3 separate regions of the Mus musculus genome follow, and regions 1 and 2 are each linked to region 3. The links are chromatin contacts, called in public Hi-C maps. All regions are on one chromosome and are shown on one strand. The core of a region is the stretch at or near the end of the contact, and the rest is flanking DNA. Distances in the headings are between cores, read along the strand shown. Region 1 overlaps St3gal1 (ST3 beta-galactoside alpha-2,3-sialyltransferase 1). Region 2 has its middle 190 kb from the start of 1700012I11Rik. Region 3 has its middle 270 kb from the start of Zfat.

Region 1 (4,284 bases), core at 1,277-3,776, 860 kb after region 3:
TTGACCTCTGGCCTCTGAGTGTGTACCTGTGCACACTCCTGCCCCTGCGCATGCATGTGTATCTGCATAGACACAAAATAACAAACAAAGTAAATGCAGTGAAGAACAAGACTCCAGGGTAAGGCGACTGCTCTAAAAACAGCAGTGTGTGTGAGGCCCTGAGTCAGCAAGTGGACTTGATCCCCTATTACTGTCTTCCACCTTGACTCTCTGTGAGTTCAGTCTCCCCTCTTCCCACCAACACAGCATTCCTCTTTGTCTTCCTCTGCCTGTCATCTCCAAGTGCCTATAGGATTCCGGGAGGCTGAGGGGGTGGGCAAGAATACTCAGATAATCCAATGAGACAGGACAAGGCTGTCTGTTCCAGGAAGCTGTTTACTGGTCCTTAGTGCAATGCCCTCAGTGAGATTTGAAACGACTTCATTTTGTTGTTTTGTATTCCTTCTCCAAATGCATTTCGGAGATAGGACTGTGAGGCTCTGGACATCACTAAGCCAGGCAAATAATTCCAAGTGGAGCAGAAGGCTCTATTCATAAAGCAAGGCTGGGTGGATGTGGAATGCTGGCCTCGGAGAGGGAGACCCAGCAGGCAGAGAGGCTGGAGCTAGAGCCATGCAGCAGCAGCTGGCAGACATGGCTTCTATCCAGGACTTCTTTTCCAACCTGTGGTATCATTGGCACCTGCCAGGAATCCCCTGTACACTTGCTACAGCTGGTCATACTATAAGGGATATGCTCAGACAGCCAAGGACCCCAAGTCCTAGCTTCAATGTCACCACAGACTGGTGGACATCCCTAGGCTGGTCCCATCTTCTCTGTGAACCTCAGATGTTAAAGCTTGGGAGGTGGTGACATTGGAGTGCTTCTCCAATCCAGAGATGTGACAAAGCTTGTGACTGAGGTCTGCGGCAGTGAGCAGGGCAGCAAGTGTCCTGGTAGCAATCCAGGATTTTGTTTCCTGGCCTCTGGCTCTTACCACAGAAATATCCTGCAAACTGCAAACCCCAGCACTCCGGCCCAAAGCTTGCAGGCTGCAGCTTTGGGTTAGCGTTATATCACCAGACCCTCCATGGCTTGGGGATGCACAGGCTGAAACTCATTTCTGGGCATAGTTGAGCAGTACTTTCTGGGAGCCCAGAAGGAGTTCTTAAACCTTCCATGAACTGGATTTCAGTCACCTGGAAAAAGAACCATCAGAAAGCCATTCTCCCTGGATCCAGACTGGGAGGGCCTGTTAGTATTTCATAAGGAACAGGCCAAAAACATCCTGTTGCAGCCTAATGGGATGCAACCCAGCCCTGCCACACCCTGCTGCAGGGGCAGGCTGTGGCTTTGCCAGCAAGCCTGCTTCATTGAGGGTCATCGGATTACTCTGATCCCATATGCCTGATACGAAACAGATCCTCATGAAGGTCAAGATCCCAGTCTCCAGCACAGACTCAGACCCTGGTTATGGGAGAATCAGATCCTCCTTTGCAGACCTGTGTAGATAGCAGTGTGTGCAAAGGCCCTGAGGCAGGGAATGTACCTGGTACCCCATCGCCCTATTGCAACTTGACTCAACTGTATATTCACTTTTCCTCCTCCCCCACCATCACACCAGCCACTCCTCTTCATTTTCCTCTGTCATCTGTAAGGCCCTATCATATTGGATGGTGGCAGGGAACAAGAAAAATCTGTCCTATGTCTTTTGATTGGGGAACAGAGCAAAGGTGTCTCTAACAGGATGCTCTTTGTGAGGACTCTTCATCCTAACAGCCTTTCCCTATTGTCCATACTGCAGAGAGTTCTTGGCTAATTTGTTCTCATAGTCTCCAAAATGTAAAGGTTTAGAAATTCCTCCACTCACTGTCTTGTGTCTTCTTCCTCCCCAATATCTGCCCAGAATCCGTTGGCTTACCTTGGTCCTGTTGATACAGCTAATTTTATTTTTTCAGTCCGATCAATTTGTTTCTGGTGCCTTCTATCTAGTAACCCAAACATCCCAAAGATCCTGGGGAGGGGAGGCGGGGCAGAGACCTCAAAGCTTCAGAGGAAGGCAGTGAGACAGGGTGCTCTGGCTGGGAAGAGTCCGGGACAGAAATCTGCTCAGTCACCAAGGTATGCCTGGAATAATCTTATTAATAAAAATATTTGGACATGTGGGTAGGGTTGATTTTTATCTCATTTGTGAGTGAATGTGCTACCCAGTCCCTGCTTCCTGGAGGCTTCAGAGAATGTAGGGCTCCGGTCTATCTTCCTTAAGTTCTGAGAAGCAAATAAAGGCCTGGACCCATGTCTGCCCATACAGTAGATTGCTATCGGAGACAGGAACCTCAAGTGTAGAGTGCCACCATTTGCAACAGATGGGTACAGAGCCTTCTAGCCTGGCTTTGTAGGAGTGTCAGCAGGATCCCTGAGAACACAAGAGATGGGAAGGAAGTCTCCCAACCATGGCGACACTAGAATAAACAGTTGCTATGTGGAAACTGAATGATTTAAAAAACAAACCACTAGATATATCTCAGCCTCGGTTCCCTTATTTGTAAAACGCACATGGTCCCTGCTGTCTAGGTGATTGCGAAAGGCATTTCTGGTCTCTCATCTAGGAGCAGAGTGGGAACAGTGAAAGAGAGAGCTGGGCGAGGGGCAGAAAGGAGGACTTGGGGGGAGGCTTAGCTTCAGGCCCACCCCTTCAGCTTTTCACAACCCATGATGTTCACTGATCCCTGTGTGGTCTAGAAGATGAAGATGCACAGTCTGAGGTAGGAACAATCTGAGTTCCATTTAAGGAGGTGCCATTTGCCCCAGCCACCATCCTGATTTGAATGGATCTGTGAGGGAAGAGCCTGTGGGCAGGGCAAACAGTTTGTGCAAGTTCTTAGGCCTGTTAGCTTGAGGGGTCTTCTGTAGAGACAGACGAAGACGAGAGCCAGCTTGGGTGGAATTTTTTTTAATGTTTCATAGTCATTGCTTGTCTTCCTGATGACAAAAAAAATACATTTTTCCCAGGGCAAGGCCTTTTCTTCATGTGCCAGTCATCCCAACACGTGTCACAGCAGAGACATGGTAGAAATGCTGTAAATACTTTAGTAACGGTGGAATTAATGCCTTCATGGGAATTCGAGGTGTGTTTAATTATAAATGTATTTTACTTACTCTCTGACAATTTAACATCTGGGTATAATGTATTTTAATTATATCTACCCCACTACCCTCTAACTCTTCCCAGAACTCCCAACTTGATGTCATCTTTTGACATTTTCTTAATTTGTAGCTATTTATGTTCAGTTAGTTTTGCCCTTATAGGTATAAGGCCATCCATTGACCTACCAGGGGCCACACTCCTGCTTGAAGAAATCGATTCTTCCTTCCCAAGTGACCATCAAGTATCAGTAGCTTCACAGCTAGAGGTGTCAGCCTTATGAGTACACATGTATGAGCACATGCAACCTACACATATACACACACACAGTGCAGTATTGACTGGCTTGATCCTGTGCAGGCAACCACAGTTGCTATTAATTCGTAAGTACAGTGGTCCTGTCGTGACCAGAAAACATTGTTTCTCAGCTAACTTTTGTGAACTCTGTCTCTTTACAGTTTGTTTTGTTTTGGGGCGAGGTTGGGTTTTTGTGCTTGGGGTTTGGGGATTTTTTTTTGGCTTGTTTGTTTGTTTGTTTGTTTTATTCCCTCTTTTGCAACATACCCTAACCTTTAAAGGGAGGAGGTGTGATACAGATGATATATTTTGGTGTATTATAGATGTTGTGTGCACGCGCGCGCGTGTGTTTATGTATATGTACCTGTGTATGTGCGTGTGAGCATGTATGTGAGCATGCATATGTGTGTACCTGTGCATATGTTTGTGTGCACGTGAGTGTGCATATGTGTGTGTGTGTGTGTGTGTGTGTGTGTGTGTGTGTGTGTGATATAGATGAATACTCCGCCATCACTTATTCTCTACACTCGACCAGTTGTGAGTTTTTGTATCAACCACCATCCAGTGCGAAAAGAAGCCTCTCTGATGAAGGCTGAGTAGCGTACTCATCTAGGAATATAAAACAAGTACTTAGAAAGCAGTTTCATACTATGTCTATTTCATAAAATAATATTAATATCCTCTCTCTATGCCCTCCAAGGCATGGATTCTTGGCCAGGTATGAGAGCTTATCTGTGAGTGGTCCCTAAATCCAACCAGAGAGTAATTGGTACCCCCATGGCACCAACAGGATGCCACGATTGCACCGATGGCATGTCTTGCCAAGGTAGTCATTATTGTAGCTCAGCAGGTTGCTCAGGATC
Region 2 (4,364 bases), core at 1,702-4,201, 580 kb after region 3:
GCCTGTACAACTGATGAGCTAGCTCGTACTAAGCAAATGAGTCCAGCTACAATGTCCTGTAGAAGACCCTCTCTGGGCAAGTGGTCACTTTCCCCTCTAGGACTGAATACTTCTGTTGAGGACTTCACTAGGACATTTCCCCCACAATAGTCTAATTCCTCTATTTTTTGTTAGTCTCATTTGGGTGCTCATACCTTGCCATAACTTGCCTCTCCTCGTGTTCAATGTCACCCAGAGCCACAAATAGAACTTAAAGAAATAATTGCAGGATAAAAGAGTAGGTGATTGAGTAAGCTCAGCTTTACATTGCTACCATGGACTCTCTGCTGACACAGAAACAATGAATTTCAAGATCTGTTCAGGAGTTGCAGAAAGAGAAGCAGTCAAGCCAGGCAAAGTTGAAGCATTGGGAGATGTCTGGTTTGGTGCAAGACACAACATGGAATGACAAAATCTGACAGTATATATTTCCTGTTGAAAGCAAAATCTAAGCCAGCGTGACAGAGACAAGAAGAAAGAGAATCATGTTGGTGTGGAGGGGATGTACTCAGAGACCACTCGCTGGCTTCCCAACTGTCCTCTCTGACCCTTCCTAGGCAGAACCCTGATTTGAGTCTCAGCAATAATGGCCCCAGCATAACATTATGTCCCCATAACTCTCTTGAAGCTAAGGGTAGCTAAGGAAAATATGGTATTTAAAGGCTGACTTTCCTGGACCACTCCCTCAGAGAATAAACAGAAGCTAGAAGGAAGATGCTTCTTACAAGTTTCTTATTTCTACCTGTCTACACACATGATGGATGTCAGCACAATGAATCCAACCACCCTTCTTGACTTTTAGGGTGAAAACAGCCTCCAAATATTAATAGGAGAAAGACTTATATACCTTGTCATGGTCACTAATGACTTTACTGACCACTTTTATTGCAACCCTGTGATGCCTTCTGTAAATGCCCTTCACTAAAGTCAATTAACCTTTGTGGTGTTAACTGAGGTCACTGGTGATTTTCCTCTGCTAGCAGAAGTCAGCAGTCTAAGCTGAGATCTATCAGGTAGGAAGTAAAGACCATGGAAACATCAGAGAACAACAGATGTGAAGCTAGAATTCCGTGCTGGGTTCTAGATTCAAAAAGAAGGCCAGGATGAACAGGGGTCACACATCAGAAGATCTAGTGGTGGTACAGTCCCCATCTGAGAGCCCAGGTCTGTTCCTGGGGCACACAGGAGCTAGAATACAAAGAGGTAGGAGACAGGAGGGAGAAACAAATTATTAAACATAACAATTTTCTTCATTTCTACATCTTTTAACTCCCCAGTGCAAGATATCACAGTGAGAGTATGGTAGGCAGAATTTCTGAGAGCCTTTTTACCTTTGAATGGATAAGTGTTCTCAGACCTTTTCTTCTGAGCCCAAGCTTCTACATGCTGGACCCAAGGACTTGTTTGTCACCAGGTTAAAATTTCTTTGGTGTGGCTGAACATTCAATCTTTATGAATTCTTTCTGTCTACCTGTGGGCAGGGTTGACTAGATAATATATAGTGCAATACTGGGCTCTAGTCCTACCTTTGACACTTGCTGGTTGTGTGACTGACAGGCTACTCCACCTACAGGGGCCTGGGTTTTTTCTTCTGCAAAATGACACGCATCTTCTTTGAGTGAGCTGGAGGTCAAATGAGTAATGCACACAGAGTGGGCTGTGCTTATTTACCAAGGGCCTTAGGAAGAAAGAAACTCAGAGTTCCGGAACAAGGAGGTGTGGGAGACAGGGACACAGCCATGGGGAAGTGGCCCCAAGTAGAAAGACAGGTTTTTGGTTTTCTTCTGTTTTTTGCAAATTAATGTTCACAAAACAGTACCCAAAGAGGAAGATCAAGTAACGCCTATGCAGACTAGGTAGCATGGCCATTTGACACCAGCTAGTCCCAATTTCAGCACCCCAGGACCATTAAAATGATGAGTAAAGAAGTCATGGTAGAAGGAATAGCAACCATACTGACCCCAACAATGCAGAGCCCCCAAACTGATATATCCATAGCTACTAGAAACTATCAAACCCATCAGAAAGAAAGCCAAAGCTGAGCTCAGGCAGGCACCTTCCCTTGGCAAGTACTAACTGACTGTATCATAGTAGGCTGACTGTCTGAGACCTCTTCCATTCTGAAAGTAGTTGATTTTTAGTAGGAATTGGCACATGTTTCAGGTATGTCTTTATAGGGCTTCAACTTTAGCAGTATTCTGTAGCTCCCAGAATGTTGTTTCACCAGCATGAGATCCCAATGACACCCTATAAATCTAGGAGACCATTAATATACAGCAAAGGAAGTTTAGGAGAGAACTGAGAACATGATACAGGATCTGTCATCAGACTTTATATATCACATCACCAGAGCTGTGGCCCATTGTAGGGTTAGAAACCCTTTCAGAAGTGCTATATGAGCACAGAGGATTTTTCCAGAATTGCTCAAGTTAAAACCCTGTACCTAGGACTCAGTAGGAAGGGCATTTGGAAACTGGAATAAGTAGCCTTGCTGGCTATTTCTTGGAGAAGATGCACTGTTGACATTACTCCATTTGGAAGAGTTTGTGATTCTTGTCCCCAAGTGGAGAAAACCACTTCAAAGTCTTCAAGAGAATTTGTATAGAACTGCAAGGTAGGCATTCTGTGCCTACGAACCACCAGATCCAAAAACCGAGAACCATGATGGCCAGAGTTCTGACTTCTGAAGATAGGGGAGGCCATCTGACTGATACATAACAGGTTTGTGGAGAAAGGGGTTGCTCCATTTCCATATACTTCCCCCGATAATCCTTTTATTGACTATAAATTGGAAGGGCAATGGCTTGAGAAGGGCATGATGACCACAGCTCAGCCACTTCCAAGATGGTCTCAGACATTCCAGCAGGCAAGCCACTGAGACCAACAAGCTCCCCTAAGCATGATGGGAAGTGGAATGGAGAAGAGGAAGCTGTGGTTATCATCTGAAGTTTAAGACCAGCTGCCCTCTGAAGGGTATTAGCTATTTTTTCCCCGTTGCTAAAATATCCTTTAAAAAGCAACTTAAGGAAGGAAATATTTATTCTGTCTCATTGTTTGCAGGAACAGTCTATCAAGGGGGAAATATCCTGATGGTGGGAACTTGAGGCAGCTGGCCACATGGGTTCCTCGTTCAAGAGTAAGCTAAGGCTTAGCTGACTTTATTTTGTGAGTCCAGGATCTCAGCCCACAAAATACTGCAAACCACAGTGGTGGTTCATTTCCATATCAATTAACCCATCCTAGATAATTATTGGCAAGCAGGTCCAGTGTTTCCTAGGTGAGCCTAGATCCCATCAAGCTGACTAGCCATCACAGGCATGTGGTGCAGTGTGTCTATAGTGCCCTGTGCATTTTCCCAAGGGGAACTTGAGGATGAGCAATGAAGCTTTCAGGAAGAAATGAAACCAACACCCCAAGGGTCTGGCTGTGAGCTGGGTATGAAGTACAACCCAGTTCCCTTCCAGAACTTAAGGTCTTGTCTCCCACAACTCACAGACAGCCCTCTGTGCCCTTTTACTGAGGACTGGTCTGAGCTGGAGAAACTACGTCTCTGAAAATTAGGCCTTCTCCCTAGGAAGACTGCACTGTGAAATCATGACTCCTTTCTGAGTCTCTTCTAGCTGGCTCTACAGAGCCAAAGATCCCTAGAACTTCCCCTAGTAACTGGCAAGGGCGGAAAGGGGACAATATTATACTTTAGCTTTTTCTCCATGTGCTCCACTGTTGGTCCCAGTGATATCCCCAAATAAATGCCCCACATGGTGGACTCCTGAGCAGAGTCTGTTTCTAAGAAAGCTGATTCAGAGGTCACCATTCCATTCCCTCAGTGACTACTCATGCCAACAGTCACACTGACATCCTTTGCAGTTCACTGAGTAAAATTTTGTCGAATTGTGCGAGTCACTGCTGCTTATCTAGTGTTTGGGTTTTTTTTGTTTTGATTTTTGTCTATCCTCTTACTCATACACTGGAAGAGTAAGAGCTATGTCCCCACCCTCTTTTCTCAAAAGAACCACCACTAAATATCCAAGCCCAACCTGGTGTTACGTACCATCTCCTCTTCTCTTCCCTCAAGGCTTTGGCACTTGCTGTTTCCCAAGTCTGGGGTGTGTGCCTCCCTCCTGAGTGGTGGAGCAATTGATAGACATTTTCTGAGACAGACATGTTTCATACCTCCAGTTAGATGTATCTGCTCAATTGTCATTTTGACAGAGGGACCTTTCCCAGTTCAGTCTGATCTAAGGTTTCCCCAGTATCAAGTCCCCTTTCCAGGTACATTTCCTCTCATAACTTCTCATCACCTGCCATAAGTTTTGCTGAGTGAC
Region 3 (3,972 bases), core at 744-3,243:
AATGGCTATTGAAAGGGGATGTGTCTATTGAGATATGGTGAATTTCTGGACGATGTCAAAAGATAGACAGTCATGTATGCTGATGTAGTGGGGATGGGAGGGAAAACAGGAAGCCCAGGGAGGGTTGAAACTCTGTCTTGAATGGCTAGAGGGACAGTTTCCATTTACAGAAACAATGAAGACTACGGAGAAGGCCAGGCCTTGGTGGTGAAGATCTGGAAAGTAGTTTTGAATATGTATTTCTGTGTTATCTGTACATGTCTAATGTCAAAATGAATAATATCCTGGTCTACACATTCTTCTGTAGCCTGATCTTAACACACAACAGAGCAGATTTTTTTTTCTGGTTCTGCTACATGCATACTGGGAATATTGATGAGCCTTAGCCTAGCTTGTATCCTGTGTCTACATTTCTTCATCAGAAAACAAAATTGCAATACCATGATAATCACATTTTCTGCTATCCCATTACACTTCTAGGGAATCAATGCGTGTAAAAGGATATTATTACTAATTCATGAAAATGTTGAATTTGACCCAAGGTTTGTAGAAAGAATAATTTGCACTTGTGGGAGTAAGCTTTGGTTATCAGTGGCTGAGAGGGGACTGCGTGGATAAGAGAATCACTGAGCAAATGAGTCTGCTTATCTCCTGGTTCCTCTTGTTCATCTCACATCACCGTATCTATTCACTATGACAGCAATATTTTCTAATTAGAAGATTCAGCATTCTCAGGAAGAAACTCTTGAGTGGCTAAGGTATCTGTGGAAATTCTCTCATTGGATCTGGGAGAAGAGAAGGCACTGATTTAAGCTGACAGTGATCTCCTCTGAGCCCAGTTATAAGTCAAGTATTGCTGAAGATGAGTAAAAACCACTAAAGCAATTACCAAGCATAGATTTTCGATAACTCATAAAGCAACAATAACAATGATATAGCTACCTCAGAAGTACTTTCCAGTCATGGCAAGATACAGCCCCATGGACAACCTTGTGTCTCAAGTAGTAAACATCTTTACCGATTTATTGTTAAAATTGGAAAATGTGAGATATTTCAAACTTAAAGAAAGCAAAAGTTTGCATTCCAGACTGTTCTCTGTTTTAAACATGTGTTGATATTTGATATTTCATTTTACTTGTGTGAGATATATATATGATGTATACCCATGTGTGTGCATAGCCTCTGGACATATGGAGGCCAGGAGAGGGTGTGTTGAGTGTCCAGATCTACCCCTCTATCACTCCTTGAAGGTAGGGTCTCTTGATGAATCTGGAACAAGGCTGGTGGCCAGCAAGCTGAACAATCCTCCTGTCTCTGCTTCCCATACCCCTCAATACTGGGGATATGGGTACAGCTACATTGACCTGTTAAATGGGTGGTGGGGATTTGAACTCAGGTTCCCAAGCTTGCACAGCAAACACTCTGACCCAGTCTCCCTTCCATCCACATTTTATCTTTTAGTCAGCTCAGCTGTTTTAAAGAATGGCAAGAGGCTGGTTTGTTCAGGTTTAATTTTTCACTGTCCTGGAGACCAAAGTCATTGGTCACAAATTTGACATGGCAAATGCTGGTGGTGTGGGGCTTGTGGGAAGGGTTTCTTCTGCATGGCAGACAGCTATCATTACATGGAAGAAAGTATGGAGGGGGAGGCAGGGAAGCTCTCATTCACCAACATTCCACACTCATTATCTAATTACCTCCCAGGGGTCAGATACAATTGCAGCCATGTTGGGATATGTGAACATTCAGTCCATAACACTGCTGTTTTGGCTTATTGTTTCTTAATAGGCTTATTGAATTTTATTTATATAACATTAAATTCACTCAGCTTGAATATACAATTCAATTATATTTAGTAACCTTGCCAAATGCAGCCATCACTGTAAATCAATTTCAAGACATTTTTTTTATCCGTACGACAAGATCACATGTGTCTATATTAATCCATGTTTCCAACCACAGCTCCAAGCAACCAGCACTTTATTTTTGGTTCTGTATTTTGCTTATTCTTGAGTTTCTTTTACAGAATTACGTAATATGAGGCTTTTTGTATCTGGCTTATTTCACTTAATGTCATGAAAATGAACCTCATCTGGTGCTGTGGCATGCATCATTATTGCATTTTAAAGTTGTTTTCTTATTAATTTATTTCTTATGTGTGTATACACATGCATGTCTCGATGTGTATGGATGTGGAGTTTGGAAGACTGGTTGCAGGAAGGAGACAGCTTTTGTTCTTCCATCATGCGGGTTCTGGGGACTTGTCAGGTCTGGTGTCATCTGTTTTTACTCAATGAGCCATCTCAATTCCTTATTGCTAAATCCTATTCACTTTAGTGAATACATTACACTTCAGTGATCTATCCCACAATTAATAGACACATAGCTTACTTGAAACTTTTTCTATTTGAACAAGACTGCAGTGAATATTCACATGCTATTCAACATTTTCCTTGCCCTTGAATAGAGAACTAAGAGTAGATCAGTGGCTCCTCTCAGGTCCGTGTCTAACATTCTAGAAACTGCTGGAATGTTTTCCAAAGTGTTTGCACAACGTCCTTATCACTGGTGATGTGCTATTACCCATGTTTCTACGTCTTCAGAATTCAGCTTTAATCCTTTTCCTGTATTATACTTACTCTCTGTGGGAATGTATTTTGCTGTGGTTTTGTTCATATCCCTATATTAGCACCTGCAATGTATAAATTAGCCATTTCATAACTGATGACACTTCTATGCATAATTTTCCCATCCTTTGATTGTTTTGTGTTATAGGATATATGTCGTTTTTGAAAATTATGGGTATGAGTCCTTTCTTGAGTATGAATTTTGCAAATATTTTCTACCAGTCAATTGTTTTATATGCTTATTTACTTACAACAGTCATTTGAAATTAAAATATTTGTCAGGTAGGCATATTTATTTTTAGTCCCAGCACTTGGGAGACAGATGCAGGGAGATCTCTTTGAGTCCTAGACCAGTCTTGTCTGTATAGTGAGTTTCAGGATAGCCAAGGCGACATAGTGAGAACTTGTCTCAAAGCTATATATATATATATATATATATATATATATATATATATGTATATGTATATGTATATGTATATATGTATATATGCGTATGCGTATGCGTATGCGTATGCGTATGCGTATGCGTATGCGTATGCGTATGCGTATGCGTATGCGTATGCGTATATGTATATGTATATGTATATGTATATGTATACACACACACACACACATACATACATACACACACACACACACACACACACACACACGTGTGTCTATACCTCACAGTTTAGGGATAATGGGCATGCACTGTCACACCTGGGTTTTTACCTGGGTGCTAGGAATCTGAACTCAGGTACTCATGCTTAAGCAACAAGTATTTTAACCACTGAGCTATCTCTGTAGAACTGTCCTATGCTGCTTTTAGAAGTTGATCTCATTCAAGCTTCTGAATCATTTTGAGTCATATTTGGATATGAGTGTGAAAAGTCTAAGCTCATTTTTATCCATAAGATATCTAATTATCCCGGATTACCTATTACTCAGTGACTGTAAATGGCAGTTTTTTTTTTTCCAAAACCAGTTGACTGTAAATATGAAGATTTATTTCCAGACTTGTCAGTCTCTCCCACCCACCCCCAGTCTCACACCATTGACATAACTAGCTTTACAGTAAGTTCTGACAGAGATGAGAGTTGTCCAACTTTGTTCTTTTTCGAAATTGTGTCCGTGATTCTGGGCGTTGTGTTAATGAGCAGATTTCTTTTTTCTGTTTTCAAGACTTTGTCTCCTGTCATCTTGGCTGCAGGAGCTGATGCAGGGGCTATGGAAGGATGTTACTTACTGGATGTGTGTGGATGTGGCTCTCTTTGAATTTACCTTGTTTAGAATTAGTCAAACTTCTCAAATGTGATGCTAAAGGTTTTTCGTCGGGTTTTAGGCATGCCTATCATTGTTTCAA

The links. A called contact is a pair of places that touch in the nucleus more often than the background predicts.
Region 1: a Hi-C map of bone marrow-derived macrophages shows a contact between it and region 3, with 12 read pairs. A contact is called at or near these places in 1 of 39 promoter capture datasets (the 3T3-L1 cell line), 3 of 484 Hi-C or Micro-C datasets (bone marrow-derived macrophages, cortical neurons and nephron progenitors) and 1 of 130 datasets of targeted methods (VIP interneurons).
Region 2: a contact with region 3 is called in a Hi-C map of bone marrow-derived macrophages, with 14 read pairs. A contact is called at or near these places in 1 of 484 Hi-C or Micro-C datasets (bone marrow-derived macrophages) and 1 of 130 datasets of targeted methods (VIP interneurons).

The regions. Positions count from the first base shown.
Region 1 is chr15:67,123,128-67,127,411 of GRCm38.p6, reverse strand. The region is part of intron 3 of St3gal1 (ST3 beta-galactoside alpha-2,3-sialyltransferase 1); the gene reads left to right. Among named protein-coding and RNA genes, the nearest start is that of Gm31400, 45 kb to the left of the region's middle.
Region 2 is chr15:67,413,353-67,417,716 of GRCm38.p6, reverse strand. No RefSeq gene overlaps it. Among named protein-coding and RNA genes, the nearest start is that of 1700012I11Rik, 190 kb to the right of the region's middle.
Region 3 is chr15:67,987,827-67,991,798 of GRCm38.p6, reverse strand. No RefSeq gene overlaps it. Among named protein-coding and RNA genes, the nearest start is that of Zfat, 270 kb to the left of the region's middle.